3 separate regions of the Zea mays genome follow, and all the other regions are linked to region 1. A link is a contact called in public Hi-C data. All regions are on one chromosome and are shown on one strand. Each heading gives the region's core, a stretch centred on a gene start, on an enhancer-like site or on the middle of the called end of the contact. The rest is flanking DNA. Distances are from core to core; before and after follow the strand shown.

Region 1 (3,182 bases), core at 420-2,919:
AGAAGGTTCTAATGGTGCTCTACTTTCTTTTGGGGCTGGCAGTTTGAACTAAACACAGAGATGCAGAGAGGAGTGAAGAGCATTAGAAAAGTCACCTCCTGTACTTCCTCCCTCGTTATCCTCCCGTCCACGTTGGTGTCCACCCTGAATTTGGGACCGAGAACGGCACCAGAAGGAGAAGAAAGCTTACTGTCAAGAATCTGCGGGGGCGCAAAGCGTAGTGCAGGTGCGCACGCACCGGGAATTGGGACGGATCGATTTGTGACGTTACTTTACTTGGGACCCGGGGAAAGGAAGAGAAATGGGGGCGCGTGAAATTTAGCTCAGTACATGTCGAAGAAGATCTGGAGCCGCGCGTCGAAGCTCTGATCGGAGATCTGGAGCCAGAAGTCGTAGAGCTCCTCCTTGGTGATCCGCTCCAGGTTCTGCCGCCGCCGCCGCGCCAGCGCGTCGAAGATGCCCACCGCGAACTCCTTGGAGTCCACCATTCCTGCAGTTTGGGCGTGGAGCGCCATAAGATCGCGGATAAGGACGTCGCAATTACAGTAGGATCGAGCTGTTTCCTCGCGTGTGCGGAGGATAACAATGTGAACTGCAGGCAAGAAGCAGCAGCGGCGTCGAGTGTGGCCGTACCGATGCATTCGCCGAAGTCGTCGCGGGAGAGCAGCCCTTCGCGGGCGAGGTCGTTGAAGCGCTCCTCGACGCGGCGCCAGAGCTCGGCGGCCTCGACGGAGCCCGTGGTGCGGCTGATGAAGCGGAGGCCCTTGAGCGCGCGCCTGGCGCCGGCGCGGGACCGGTTGAGCTGCGCCTGCTCCCGCCGCCGCTCGCGCGCCGCCATGGCGGCCTCCCGCTGAAGCTCGGCGGGCGTGGGGCGGTACGGGGACGGGGAGGGCGACGGCGACCGGAGCCACGCGAACTTCTTCCGTATCCGCGACGACGTCGACGAGCACCGGCTCAGGCGGCCGCCGCCCTCCGAAGGCGCGCGGCGCGGCGACGGCGACACCCCGAGGACCCCCGCGGACGGCGGCGCCGGGAGGGAGGCGGCGCCGTAGAGCGCCGCGCTGGTGGGCGTGACGCTGCGCACCACCATGGACTCCTCGTCCAGCTCCAGCATGACCTCCACCAGGTCCCCCTGGTCCGCCAGGAATGCCGGCAGCATGCCGCCGGCGCCGCCGCTCCCGGCGGCGGCGGCGGCGAAGAACTCCTCCCCATAGGCGGTAGTGTAGGACTCGTTGTCGGAGGCGTCGGTGGCTGTGGTGGTGGTCTGGTCGTCCGCCAGGTAGTCCGCGATGCGGCGGTGGCCGCTGCGCCGGGCGTTGCTCCCGCGCGACGGCGTCCACATGGCGGCAGCCGCGGCGCGAGAGCTGTCCTCCTCTCCGAGGCACAGCGGTGGTTGCGCCCCGCCACGCCTGGCCCTTTTATTATCTTACCCGTAGTCTCCCAGTCCGCTCCGCAATGCGTCCGTCAGCCAGCTATCCCGTTCCCGTGGGCAGGCACCACCGCACCAGGCAGGCAGGCAGGCGGGCGGCACTGCGGCAGCGGCTGGGCGGTGGCCGGTGGGCGGCCCACGCCCGGGCAAGTGATTCCTTCGCGGGCGCGGCCTCCTCGTGCTTTTTTTTCCCCTCTCGTTTGCTTCGCGGTGCGGTGCTCCGCTACCTATTGGCTATTGCGTTCCGCGGTTCTGCCACGGCGCTCGGCTAGCCGCTTTATCAACGAGTGCCGAAGCGAGCAGCGCTTTTTGGAGGCAAGGCTGTGACTGGGCTGGGCTGGGTGGGTGGGTGGGTGCGGCACACCCCAAAACGAAGCTCCATGCGCCACGAGTTTGCGATGCGGTGCTCGGTTCGGACGTGGGAGACGCGGTCGGTGGGCTGGTCTGATGTGGATTTGGAGAACCTCAGACAGACGCTTCCAAACGAGCGAGATGCGGTGGTCAGTGCGGCGCGGCGCGTTCCTTGTTGGCAAAATCAGACCAAAATCCAGCATGGTCCACTGTTTATGGTGTGAGTGGTGAGCTTCAAACACGCAAAGGAAGGGTCGTTTCGGATTGGCGGATTATGGTGCGAGTAGATACAGATTTGCTAAGGTCAGCCTCAATAAGGTTACAAAGTTTCGTAATAGTTTTATAGTCATTAAATAAACTGATATCATGTAGCATCTGTTTAGAAGCAAAGTTTTTTAATACCACAGTTTTACAATACTAATTTTTTTAATGCTATATCATAAACAAAATATTTCAATACCATAATTTTGCAATACCATAGTTTCACACGCAACAAGGAAAGACATTGGTCTAGACCAAATTTTTCAATACTATGGTTTTACTATAGTATTCATAATAATGTGGTTTTTAATATATAGTTTTTAAAACATTTACCAAACATCTTTCTGTATAAAATATCAAAGTCTTGTTAAATACCATGGTATTGCATGGAACTATAAAAAAAACTTTGCTGAGCATAATAGTAACAAAAAAGTGATATAACACAAAGGTATCTAATGTTAATACCTTTGTGTGGTGCCATGTAGCAATATTGTGCTTTGCTGAACGAGCTACATTGTATATAACTAATAACTGAATATAAAAATATAAATATGTAGTTGATATTTACCCATGGTATTTAAGTACAATAACTGATTATCGATGATTGGTTTTAGTTTAGTGTTGACTAACCTCATGTAGTGAGTATAATGTTGTACAATACAACTCTTGACTCGTGATGTGTAGGTGTGAAGCACATAGATGAGGTTAAGTGAGTTCATGCTGATGGACTAGAGTGGTGGAGGACGGACGCTCAGACTTCAATTGAGGAATTGGAGAAACCGAAGCAATGAGCGTGATGGTTGACACCTAGTGAATCAACAAGTGCAAAAGGTAGATGGAGGAACATATCATGTTAACCAAGTCAAGCAAATACATTATATGACTTGGTGATTAGGCAATCATGGGCTGTCGGTGACACGTGTCGAGATCATGAACTGAGTGTATCATGTATGCTACTCATGAGGCGTATAGTGGTTTGGGCCTCAAAATCATCGAGCAAACAATTTCTTGGTTTTTGGTCTCAAAACCTGATTAAAATTTTGGTGGAAACATGAGGAGGTATATGGCATCATCGTGAACCTTGCGTCAAGGCAAAGCAAAGTCGTGAAGAGCCCATGACCACTGGATGCACGTTGGGATG
Region 2 (3,182 bases), core at 432-2,931, 240 kb after region 1:
ACTCCTCAGGGACGGCGCGCCTGTGTATACTCCAAAAGGCCCTGGCGACTCCAATCTCTCTCTCGACAGTGAGCCCTGGCGCTCCGGTGATACCATTGGCAAGGGCTATGGGTGACATATTAGTGAGTGTCTAGGCATGTTCAATTATCACTCTTAATCGTTGGCATGTTCAATTATCATGTGAGGGTCTAGTCTGCTTTTAACCATAAGCACGGCTGACATATTAGTTTTACACTCGGCAGAGATGGTACAACTTTACCCATAAGTCATGTATCCCCTCTAGCCTGGATTGTACGGACCCTTAAACACTGCCGAGGTGAATGGCTAGAAATTCACTATGAGGCTTTCACAAAATATTCTTAGTACAAAGCCACTCGCTAAGGTTTCCACGTCAGCGTTGGTGACCCTCTAGGTGAGGCACCTTAGCCAAGACTACCATCCCATGTTAATGTCATCTGCCACCAAACCACAGCCGCCCCCTTTTGACCATCTTTCAGGTAAGGTTCCTAAGCACTAAGTCTATAAAGCTATTTATCAAATCCAGAGCCAAGACAACACTCGTGGTCGCATTATTTTTATGAGAGTTCCAAGTTTCCCAACCATGGCTTGGCAACCAGAAAAAAATCATAAGAAATAATGAGAGAATGTAACACCCTAAAATCTTATTTTAGGGCTTAGAGAAAAAAACTAAAAAGAATCGGATCAAAATGTTTTTACAAGGGTCTTCCTACTTTTGGAATTACTTTCCTAGAATAAATAAGTGGTATATTAAATGTTAACTTTTCAAATTCAATTTTTAAAAAAATTGAGACCGAAATATGGTTTGAAACAAAAAAGAGATTTTTAATTTATTTGTTTGAACGAATTATTCCATTCATGAATTGTATATGGAGAAGTATTTATCTAAATGAATAAATAACTAAAATGAGAATTTAACATTGCATACATGCTGAGATTTTTATTGTTGCGTTAAAGATTGAATTTGAATTTGAATTTGTGAACCGAAAATTGACTTGAATCTAAAATAGAACAAAAACAGAAATTAGAAAATAAAATAGAAATTGGAAAAAAAATGGTGAAACTAGCCGGATTTCCCAGCCCATTCATCTTTCCCTAACGGCAGCCCATATCCCCTTGCCTTTTTCCCATTTCTTTATTCCTCTAGCCGAATGCTGCATCATCATGAAGATCATAGATGACATCATCCAATGAGTCTCAGTCGTGTGGGGTTCTTGGACCAGTTCATCTTCTATCGAGATTGAAACGTGGATCAGAGTTCCGCCTAGATTTCTCTCGCCGAGAACCAACGACCTCTACCAGGAGATTTTATTGCCTCGGCCAGTACGCGATCACACGTTTCTTTCACTAATCTATAGGATCCAATCGCCAGTTATTCGTCCTAGTTTGATCCATGCATGCTGTAACAAACTACCGAGAGGATTCCCTTCGACTCCAGGATATAAAGCCCCTGCGACTCCCTGGCCACCCAAACGCATAGCACCAGAGAGACGAGAGGGGTGAGAGAAGAACCCAGCCGCGGGCCGCCGCTGTCGAACTCGTGTTGTGCCCAGCCCAGTCCTTGGTGAGATGTTGTAGAGGTTCACTGAGGGATGTGGAGTCTGTAGGAAGCTTTGGCGAGTGCGAAGATTAGTCGGAGCATGGGGAATTCGTCGCCGTGGTCCTGGCGCCGCCGTGGAACCGCACCGCTTCGTGGGCCGAGCCCACTATCGTCCGAACACTGGTAAGGATGCAATTATCCAGTACACTAGCTTCTGTATTATGTTATGCACCGGTACGAGTCATGATTGGGGCTCCGGAGTTGCTGTCGTGCGTGGTGCCGGCAAGCCGTGCCGCCGCGGGGCTGCTGCTCCGTCGTCTGAGCGCCGTCTGGGGAAGAAGAGCGAGGAAGAAACGTTGGATCGAAAACGAACGGTGGAAATTGGATCGTAAAATAACGATTCGGCTGTTTCTCCTGTGACCGTAGATCTTGGATGTATGGGACGTAAAAGTGTACCGCTTTGTCCATCTATTATGGCCCATAGATATGGCGATGTGTGGTCCTGGTTTGCGTACGTTGGCGATCTAATCTGGACAGTTGAAGAATAATCGGGCGGCTCAGACTCGGGGATACCCCTTCGCTGGGGTATTTTTATTTAAGAGTCCATAAACTTTTAAGAAATCAACTCGCAGTCCTACTTAGTTCAAAGAACCTTACAAACGAGTCCAATTCTTTAGGAATTAGCCCCTGAACTCTGCAATAATAGTGGCTGCAGCCCGAAAGCATACCAGGAAAATAATAAATGAATATAGACAATGTATTTTAGTATAAAAATAATTCTGAGATCTTAGGAAATCCATAAATAATTCATTTTAACTCCGATTTGACTCGTTTAAGTTGTGTTAGACTCGTATTAATATTGTTTACACTTTAGTAACCTTATTTTATGTAATATGTTCTAAAAAGTAACTAACTATATTTTTGACCTATGTTCGTTGGATTAACTTTTTCTAAGTAAATCTAAAGTAATATTTCAATGTTGTCTATAATTATAATATGACTAAAATATGATCTCTAATAAATTTATATCTTAGACTAAAGTTGAAATAGTTATCTATTTAGAATATATTTCTCATATGATTTATATCAATACATATAGAGCATAGTTTTCCTATTTAATCATATAAATCTTCCGAAAACTATATCTTTTTAACCGCAACTCCGATTTTAGTGGTTCTCGAGAATACAATCTCATAGCAGCGCGTAGAATATTCTTACGTTGTTTATTTCTATGTTTTGGTGTAATGTTATTTTACCTGCTCTTTGCCTATCTATATGTATTGCTACGATAGAAGCGAGGTTGCGAGTCACCTAAAGACTAAATTGGAGAAGTACCTGGAGTGGTGAAAGGGAATTAGGCTTACACCTAGTTCCTAAATAATTTTTGGTGGTTGAATTGCCCAACACAAATAATTGGACTAACTAGTTTGCCCAAGTGTGTAGATTATACAGGTGTAAAAGGTCTACCCTCAGCCAATAAAAAGACCAAGTTTTGGATTCAATAAAGGAGCAAAGTGGCAACCGAAGGCACCTCTGGCTGAAGGCACCGGACTGTCCGGTGTACACCGGACAGTGTCCGGTGCGCCCAGAGGACTCCAACTCCAACTCTTCACTCTCGGGAATT
Region 3 (3,182 bases), core at 463-2,962, 170 kb after region 1:
TTACTCATAGCTTTATTCTATGCATGGTGAACCTCGGGTAGAGGTGCAGCACCAACATGACGTAAATGATGGTTCTTCAACAACAATTCATCATTCTTTTTGGCTTGAATTGGCGAGTGAATAAGCTCGGAGTAAACTTGGTGGTTCTCTTTACGATATTGATTACACAATACCCTGTGTGACGAGTGCATAGTAGATAAAGTTTGTTGTATCTTTTCTGCATCCGTTGGTTCTTTTTCACAAAATTTCTACCTTGTGCATATGTTATGAACTGTATGATTGTAATCAGTTATAGACTTAAAATCTTGTAAGCGTAGGTGATTACACTCATGTTGTGCTTCAGGACATATAATTTCCTTTTGTTGTTCATAACGTTTTTGTGGTGAGACCCATAGGTTTCGAGGATTTTCTTCCAAAAGATATTCTTTTTTGAGATCTTTATGGATGGAAGTCCTTAACAAGAGTAATGCAGTGTACTTTGTAATATCAGTTATATTTGGACTGTTTGCGTCAGGTGCATTAATGGTATGTAAAATCTCTCTAGATGCAAAACCAATTTTGATATCTGATGCCCATGCGAGATAATTGCTACCATCGATAGCAAGTTCCTCAAATTCCTTTATTCCTTGCATTTGGCCTACAAGGTATAACCATCGATTTATTGTGTTACCTTGTCCTTTCTCCCTCGCCGGATTTCTCACTGTCTTTTCTGCTTCGATGATGTCGACGACGGTGGTCGGCCGGCGAGTCCTTCTTTGTTTTGTTGATGTCGACGGTGGCCTTTCTCAGCGGTTGGAGACGTGCGTGATAACGTATTGAAATGTGAATGGATGTGTAGTTGAAAAGTGAATCGTACGTTCTATTGCATCAATAGTGAAAAGTATTTATACATCCTGAACATTGCATCTGTTCGGCCGAAGCAACACCTGCTTAACCATTTAATCACATGTACATTATGGTTAATTAGGATTAGGGGGAGATATAATAACCGCTAATCTTCTGGAGACTTCTTGTTACTCTAGGATGAGATCACTGTCGCCTTTTTATTCTTCAACAAACCTAACGTGGTTAATACCGACCGACGCGCAACCCACGTCATTAGTTGATACAGACCAGCGTGGGAACCAGCGTCACACACACCGACAGTAATAACACTTCACCAAAACGCGACTGACTCCTAATGGCACTTCTCATATCGCATTATGGTGAAAGTGAACTGACGTTACGGTCTACGAGAAAGCATGCAGAGGTTAGTTGTCCTGTCCCTTGCCAAGTTGCCAACTTTCTAACCCGAATCAAGCAGTAACCACGAATCCAACCCCATATAGCCATAGGGGCAACTGGAAATTTCCAGGAATGAAACGATTGAACAGTTTCTTTTTTTGACACTACGATTGAACAAAGTTAAAATATGTTCTTGTACTGTACGAATACCTTATATCTGGATTAACGGCCACGACCCACGAGGGCGCGCCATGATCACTTCTGCCCCGGACCTGAGCTGCACCTGCACACCCGCATAAATTACCGAGACAGCTCAACAAAATAAACCTTAAAAATAACTGAAGCTCGAAAACATAAAGTATTTGTAGAAAGAATTGCTTCTAGATGACGGCGACACAACCAGCAGCTCCAGAACAGCAGCTTGTCACGTCAGCTGTGTGGCAAATAAACAGCACTATAATAAGTACACAACAAGGCGCACACAAAAAATCAAGCACGTCCAAATCCAAGTGTCCACGTCCACAATTCAGGATGCAGCCAGCGACAGTAATGGCCATGCCACCACCATGGCCAAATATTCGGACGGACGGCGAAATCTCAAATCTTGGGATGTCGATGTCGCAAACGCTGACCACAGGACATAATTATTTTTTTTAGAAAGCCCGAAAAAAAGCAGACAAAGAGGGCGCAAAATACGTCGCCAAGAAACTGCTACTAGCATTGTTTAAGCATCAGGAGGGAAACTAACTTCAGCTGGCAGGTGATAGTACCTCTCAAGCGACAACACCTAGAGAAGAAACAGAAACAGTGTTCGCTTACAGAAGGGACAACTCCATCTGATTTTTTTGTTTCCCTTTCCCGAGCGAAAACAACAGGCGGACAGACAGAGAGCAAACCTGGGTCACCAGGGCGGGCCGGGGCCTCCTTCCAAGTGTTGTCTCTGCCACGATTCTCAGGTACTAGGGAACTGAAACATGGATATTGTGTTTGTTTATTCTGATGCCATCTCTGGTTCAACGACGATCACAAGTAGCAACAGCAAGGACGTCTCTGTCGTCTCAGGAGTCCGCTTTCCTCGCATAAAGGCGTGTCTATTCGGAAAACATTTTTTTTCGCGTATGCACCTCTATGATTCACATAGTAATAATATGTGACACCCGGATTTAAAAGGTAAACTCGAGTGCGTCTCATATGTGCGTCAAAAAAGATCAACACATACAATGAATCACTGTATAGAGATAAATATTACAAATTTTATTACATAGCGGAAATGTCTTACAAAATAAACGGTAATAAATAAATTGAACTATTATTATTTTCTCGGCACCATCAAGCTGATTGAGAGATGATACCTAGACCTCGTCGAACCTATCATAGTAGTCCTCCTCTAGGGCCACCTGCTCTTCACCTGTGGGGGTGAGGGGTTATCGCAAGAGTGAGCTCACAAAAGTTCATCGCTCAACAAGTGTGAGGAATAATGTGCATAAACTCACTTATGGTGGGGGCTCATGTGTAATGTAAGGCTAATCAACAAATAATGGTTAAATCTGAGCACCGCTTTTAATAAGTTGGTCAAATTTTATTAGCAGTTACTAAGTCACTACCGGAATCGTCGGCTTTGCCGAGTGCCTGAAGCACTCGGCAAAGCCTTAAAAACACTCGGCAAAGGCTTTGCCGAGTGTCGCACTCGGCAAAGAGGGCTCGACATACAGTGCATTGGCAAAGCCTTCTTTGCCGAGTACTTTTTATCAGGCACTCAGCAAGCAGCCGTTACAGCGTCGGGTTGACAGAGACGGCGTCTTTGCTGAGTGTCGGCCTGACAGCACTCGGCAAAGAATCCGCCAGAGGGGGTCCCCATGTCAGGTACTTTGCCGAGTGCTTGGTATGGCACTCGGCAAAGCATGCTTCTTTTGCCGAGTGTTATGACCCTGACACTCGCCAAAGCACCTTTTTATCGA

The links. A called contact is a pair of places that touch in the nucleus more often than the background predicts.
Region 2: a contact with region 1 is called in a Hi-C map of leaf, with 3 times the contacts expected there. The contact joins the enhancer-like site here to the promoter of LOC100502415 in region 1. A contact is called at or near these places in 6 of 25 Hi-C or Micro-C datasets (bundle sheath, ear, leaf and 1 more).
Region 3: a Hi-C map of bundle sheath shows a contact between it and region 1, with 2.6 times the contacts expected there. The contact joins the enhancer-like site here to the promoter of LOC100502415 in region 1. A contact is called at or near these places in 2 of 25 Hi-C or Micro-C datasets (bundle sheath and leaf).

The regions. Positions count from the first base shown.
Region 1 is chr7:126,370,469-126,373,650 of Zm-B73-REFERENCE-NAM-5.0, reverse strand. LOC100502415 reads right to left here and starts at 1,669. Exons shown (of 14, transcript NM_001365550.1): 1 at 634-1,669; 2 at 331-490; 3 at 96-144. The coding sequence starts at 1,342.
Region 2 is chr7:126,135,195-126,138,376 of Zm-B73-REFERENCE-NAM-5.0, reverse strand. No RefSeq gene overlaps it. Among protein-coding and RNA genes, the nearest start is that of LOC107126293, 19 kb to the right of the region's middle. Within about 2 kb of position 1,681, at least 19 of the 20 cell types and tissues checked have an H3K27ac peak or open chromatin away from gene starts, as enhancers often do. A contact at or near this core is called in bundle sheath, ear, leaf and 1 more, where this site is marked.
Region 3 is chr7:126,201,426-126,204,607 of Zm-B73-REFERENCE-NAM-5.0, reverse strand. No RefSeq gene overlaps it. Among protein-coding and RNA genes, the nearest start is that of LOC107126293, 85 kb to the right of the region's middle. Within about 2 kb of position 1,712, at least 11 of the 20 cell types and tissues checked have an H3K27ac peak or open chromatin away from gene starts, as enhancers often do. A contact at or near this core is called in bundle sheath and leaf, where this site is marked.